Linked DNA regions of Danio rerio: region 2 is linked to region 1. The links are chromatin contacts, called in public Hi-C maps. All regions are on one chromosome and are shown on one strand. The core of a region is the stretch at or near the end of the contact, and the rest is flanking DNA. Distances in the headings are between cores, read along the strand shown.

Evidence for each region. Hi-C and Micro-C count contacts between places; a contact is called where the count stands out from the background.
Region 2: a contact with region 1 is called in a Hi-C map of sperm, with 9 times the contacts expected there. The contact joins the promoter of LOC141378226 here to the promoter of gstk2 in region 1. A contact is called at or near these places in 5 of 18 Hi-C or Micro-C datasets (embryo, gastrula embryo and sperm) and 1 of 4 datasets of contacts at active chromatin or transcription factors (caudal fin).

What each region holds. Positions count from the first base shown.
Region 1 is chr16:34,181,666-34,184,759 of GRCz12tu, reverse strand. gstk2 (glutathione S-transferase kappa 2) reads right to left here and starts at 1,421. Exons shown (of 7, transcript NM_001386403.1): 1 at 1,172-1,421; 2 at 1,016-1,097; 3 at 653-766. The coding sequence starts at 1,243. The region is part of intron 15 of dgat1b (diacylglycerol O-acyltransferase 1b); the gene reads left to right.
Region 2 is chr16:35,175,533-35,178,626 of GRCz12tu, reverse strand. It overlaps LOC141378226 (glutathione S-transferase kappa 1-like), which reads left to right and starts at 1,549. Exons shown (of 7, transcript XM_073926184.1): 1 at 1,549-1,668; 2 at 1,748-1,813; 3 at 2,220-2,349; 4 at 2,471-2,616. The coding sequence starts at 1,573. The region is part of intron 4 of LOC141378227 (a long non-coding RNA gene); the gene reads right to left. It also overlaps a transcript of gstk1 not described here.

The sequences.
Region 1 (3,094 bases), core at 172-2,671:
TTGCTATGAGGCGACAGCACTACCTACTTAAGAATAGGACCATCGTCCTACTTGATTAGAGATCAGATGTGTCTGCAGAAGTAGAAATCTGCCACAGACTTTAACAGAGGAGGGTCACGTGACATGTAGGGAATGTAATTGAAAAAGTCCTTCTGGAAAAAATAGATCAATTATAGGTTCTGAATGTCGGTTTTGATTACTTTACAATGAATCGCCAAGCCCTAGTTCATTTATGTAAGTGAAAATAGCAAAATAAAGTCAACTTTGACTTTATATCCAAAATTTCAAACAGTGGACTAAAGCAATATGAAGTGAAGAAACTGCTGCAGTAATTCTGCGAAAAAATATTAGAGATCGGGTTTGTATGAAACTGGTTGACAGCAGAGCCTATATAGCCTGTCATTGAGGCTGAAAGTGAACCAACAAAAGTATTTATAGCTGTGTGCATCTTGTCATACCAACAGTAGTTTGAATTATTTTGGTAGATTGTAAACAAAAATGTTCTGAATTTTGTTCTGACGCACTGAATTAGTCATATTTTATTACTATTTTCGAAATTATAATGAATTGAAAAATGTGCTTGTTTGACTGTACATTCATTTCCATTGTGCCTCATTGGCAACATTTTAAAGAAAAACTGTGGTTTGAATACCTTTCTTACAAGGCGAAGGTGGATTTACAGGGACCCCATAGTACTCAGACATCAGTTTCAGATCTGTGATCATATAATGGAGCTTATTATCGACCATTCCAGGTTCAGTGTTACCTAAAAGCAAAACAAATTGGATTGAACATTTTCATCTTTTCATTATTAAAAGCAAAATACAGGTGACGTGTAGCTGAATTATAGTGTAGCTGTTACAACGTGCTACCAGAAGGGCCTGATTTACAATTAGTACACATAAAACAAATCAACTCTTATCCTGTATTAAGGTCATTTTTTTAAATGAATGACTTGATTTTCAAATTAGATCTAGTCAGGAATTAGCAAAAAAAAAAAAATTCCATCCATAACCTGAACCGTGAAAAACTCCTCCTAAAAATGATGGTTTAAATTTGAGGTCAATGTTCCAAACATTTTTGTAGCGACACAGCACCTAAACACAGAAAATCAGTCATATTGGTACTGATGGCAAGACAAAAAAAAAAAGACAAAAATAAAATGACAGACCTCAAATGCCAGCCAGGAATAAGGAGAAACGACATCATAGAACAATTCAACCACTTTTCTGGAACTGGACATCTGTAATATAACCACAATGAACATAATTCATTCATTTTCATTTCGGCTTAGTTCCTTTATTAATCTGGGGTCGCCATAGAGGAATGAACTGCCAACTTATCTAGCATATGTTTTACACAGCGGATGGCGATCTTAGTTCAAGTTCAGCCATGATGCCACATAAATAAACAAATTATAAATTATAAATTAAAAAAAAAATTATTAAATAAAAATAAATGGCTAACATTGCTGTATTACTTTATTAATTAGCATACTGTAAAATGAAATACAGCACTTTACCATATTTTTTTTTACCAAGTTGAAGCAAAGTATTGCACTAATTACAGTTATTTTTAGATCATACTGTACATTTTTAGATAAAAGTTTATTTTGCCTCATAATTAATAATAATATTATTTATAGTGCTAATCTAAGACCTGTGAAATATACAAGTGCATCTATAAACTACTTATTTTAGCTGCTGATGTGTAATAGAAAAAGAACACTGAATCACAAACAAAACATATATCAATTGTTATCATGACCTAAACAGGTGAATACAAGCTTACTACACATACTAGAATAAAGCAGGCTAAACATATGAAGATGGGTGGGGCTTGGTGAGGAAGGAAGAGAATGGAGTTAGGGAATAGTCTGTAGTCTCATTCAGAACGTCCATAATGACGCTCTAAACGGGGTGGAGTAACCAGTTCTTTAGAGAAAAACCCCATCATTTTTTGTGCAAATTACAAACAATCCAATATTAGTTTGGGTAAAATCATTCACTCGTTTTTTCATATTAAATGAAATTTAATAATTGAATATATATATATATATATATATATATATATATATATATATATATATATATATATATATATATATATATATATATATATATGTATTAAGAAATGAAAAACAATGCTACTTATTAATAATAGTAATTTAATTTTATTAAAATATAATATAATAAACATAGGTTACCTAAAGCTTTCGTCATAACCCACAACTGCATTAAAAATGGCACATATTGTTTTCAAAGTGCACTGTGAAGGGAGCGCAATTGTCAATATGAAGTTTGCTAAAACTGAACTGTAAAAAGACTTTAGAAGCAAATTACGCCTAAGAGAGATCACTTTAATGTTTTTTTTTTTTTTTTTATCATTCCAAGTTTAAATGTTGGAACGTTCAAAAGGAATAGGACATAGGTGGGATAACAGGGAATAGAACACAACCAGGAACTATGCTTCTAACTTCTAAAAGTTTGCGATGCAATTTGCAAATGTTCATTGAAACGATGGATTTGGGAAACGCCAAAGGCCCTTAGGTGGAAACAGGGCAGCAGCACTTCTTATAATTCTGCAGGAAATGATAAGCACTATTCAGTCATAATAACATCATAACAAAGCATAATTAAGTGTAACATAATAGATAGCTAAACTGCACTTAATGTAAATTGGGAACCTATCGATGATTATCATTACCTGAAGGCCTAAATCATTGGCAAAAATGTATTTATTATAAAGCTTATTAATATAAAATATTTTTCTTAGTATTTCTACAACAGGAGAGTGCAAACATTTCTCACTTAGTTAAGTTAAACATCAGACATGCACTTTTATAGACCTTTTATTCGAGAAGCTGTTGTCTAATGATTATCTGTTATTGGTAGGATACTCCCTCAAAAGAATGCAGTCATTTGAAGCACACTGTTGAGTGCACATGCATCATCTGCGTATATTGGAGCCTGCATACCCAGATAGCAAGCACTTATGGGCAGATTCTGGTTAAAATGTGCCACTTTTGGCTCAGTCTCGTCATCGGTGAGAAGATAATAAACCATGCAGAACTCTTCTGGCTGACTGATGCAGG
Region 2 (3,094 bases), core at 300-2,799, 990 kb before region 1:
AGAAGAGTCTTGGAAATCTTACAGATTTGAGCTAGAAATGTATAAAATACATCATCTGTGGATGCAATTTATCTGAATCAACTGGACCATTGGATAAATGAAGTGTGCCATTAGAGATTGAGCCAAAAGCATAGTGCTTTTAATGCACACTAAATCTACATTGCATATGATAAAATACACTTAGGTTGCTATTAATTCAGTTTTTTTGTTTGTTGGTTTTCATTTATTTGTTCAATTATTACTTTTTAATATTTTCCATACCCAGTTTTAAACCATAAATAAAACCATAAACTGTAGGATATTGACATCTTTGGTCAAAGGCTCTAATTGTCCACTCATTTTTTTTTGTCTTTCAGGGGAGAAGTGGTTTGGGCCTCACCCTACCTAGCCCACAGTGTGATGTTGCACCTCCAAACTCCATTTTGAACAACCTCTAAATTTCACTTGCTTTTAAGTCTTAAAAAATTAATGTTTTTGTCCCAAATCAAAAACACAGAGTGTGTTTCATGCACATTAAGTGAGTCAAGAGCCATGGCTGGATATTTGAAGCTTCTAGAGAAAATTGAGGTGCATTGAATTGAGGTAAGGTGCTGAATTATCAGGTTTTTGATGGTGAATTGTTATACTCTCTGGTCAGATTGTGAATTGTAATCCTCTCTGATGGCTAAATGGTTCTTTTAACTAGTCTATGTTAAAATGTGAATGTTAAGTGAGTATAGAGTAGGAGTCCCTAACCTACAGCTCATACGCCACATACGGCCCGTCCTCACATTATGACCGGCATTTTTAACCATGCCAAAGACATTTAAAAATATATATTCATATGTTTTACTCATATCATATATCTATGTGTTAATGAATGTTGGCTTTCAAAACATATTTTGGTAACAGGTTTTGTGAAATTTTGTGTGTGTTAGATATTCGGTGATGCTGGATGAAGTATAAATGAATATTCATGAGTTTTCTGTTTTGTCTTAAAGTGTCTTTGAAATTATTAGTGTGGTCACAATAGCGGTCACAAATAAAAGTTGTTTTTGAATAAGGTAATAGATGTTTTAGCATCATACAATGTTAAGTTTCGTAAAATATTTTTTCATATATGCACAAAATGGTAGAAATTGTGTTGTTGTGGTACGTTTAATAAAGTATTTTATTGAGTACTGAGTTCATTCTCTTCAGATCAGCTTTGAAAAAGGTTGTTTTTAGAGAACAATGAATGAAAATTAAGCTTAGAGTAGAATTGTATATGCATGAATTCATATATTTTATATGGTTTAAATAAGATGTTGATAAGCTCCCTTGAATAAGCTGTCACTAATCTTATTAATACTCACATTTTCTTGAGTGTATTGTTAAAAATCTTATACAAAATAAAGTTTATTTGCAATTAATGACTCGGTGATGATTTTTCATTTCACATCAACAGCTGAAATACGTATTTTATTCTAATAGTAGATGATTTGCAGGTTTTATATGAGCACTAATATTTTTTTTATTAATTATGAAGTGTGTGAATTATGAAAAATGTAAATGATTAACTATTCATAAATTGTAGCCCATAATTATGTGTTTATGCTCATTATGGTTATATTACAGATGTCCAGTTCCAGAAAAGTGGTTGAATTTTTCTACGATGTTGTCTCTCCTTATTCTTGGCTGGCATTTGAGGTCCGTCATTTTATCTTTTTAATTTATTTTTTAATTTTTTGCTTTAAGTGTACCAATATAATTTATTTTCTGTGTTTAGGTGCTGTGTCGCTACAAAAATGTTTGGAACATTGACCTTAAATATAAACCAGCCTTTTTAGGTGGAGTTTTTAAAGGTTCAGGAAATGGATAAAACCATTTTTGCTTTAACATAAATATCCTTCCTTATATCCAAATAAACTAGTTCTTAACACAACAATCAAGTTATAGTGTATTTATTTAAAAATGAGCCTTAAGAGTTGATGGTAATAGAAAATGGATGCAATCTCCTAATTAGAATGCTTTAACCATTCATTCATTCATTTTTTTTTCGGCTTAGTCCCTTTATTAATCTTGGGTCGCCACAGCGGAATGAACCGCCAGCTTTAATAATTAATATGCCACAATTTTACGTGTAATTGTACATCAGATTCCTCTGGCAGCAATTATATTGTAACAGCTACATCATAATTCAGCTGCACATCACCTGTATTTTGCATTTATTAATGAAGAGATGAAAACTTTCAATCAAGTTTTTTTTTTTTTTAGGTAACATTGAACCTGGATCAGTTGATAATAAGCAGCGGTACTTGCTCGCAGATCTGAAACTGATTTCTGAGTACTATGGGGTCCCTCTGAATCCCCCTCCAGTTTTTAACAAAGGTATTTAAATTTGCAGGTTTTTTTTAATGATGATGGTCATGGCCTCAGCTATAATACATATTTTATTTCCTTATATTTTTTTTTTAAATTTTTTCTCTCTCTCCTTCTTTTTTCATCTAAGAAACCTTGCTTGAAATGCGCTTTGTGACTGCTATAGCAGAGAAAAACCAAGAAGAAAATGTGCTATTGGAGAAGGTTTCTAGAGAGCTCTGGAAACGAGCATGGCAAAACAATCTAGACAATACCCAGCCTCCCTCACTCATTGAGGTATACTATACCCAGGATGGAGAAACTAAAACAAACAAACTAATACAAATGACCAAATAGTATTTATTTACATAATGATCTTTCAATTATTACCAGTGTCAGTTAGTTCAGTGTAATTAGCTATTATACTTAAAAACCCTTTTAGCTATTCGACAAAGATTATTAACAACTTTTACTTTTTAAAATGTTTGTATAAATATATGTACTCTTTATTCAAATACAATTCATTTCATTCTTAAAGGATAAAATATAGCCATCACTGAAACAAGACCTAACCAGACACTAGACAGTGTGCATTTTACTATTATTTCCCTTATAGCGAACAAGGCTACTTGCATGAATGAGAATACTTTAAAAGCTAGTTGATGAATCTGTGTCACGTACGAGAGGAGAAACTTGAAATGATTAATACACTACTGTTAATTAGATCTCTTTATAATATCTCTGGGGAAGCTGAGATCATTTACCATGTTATTGG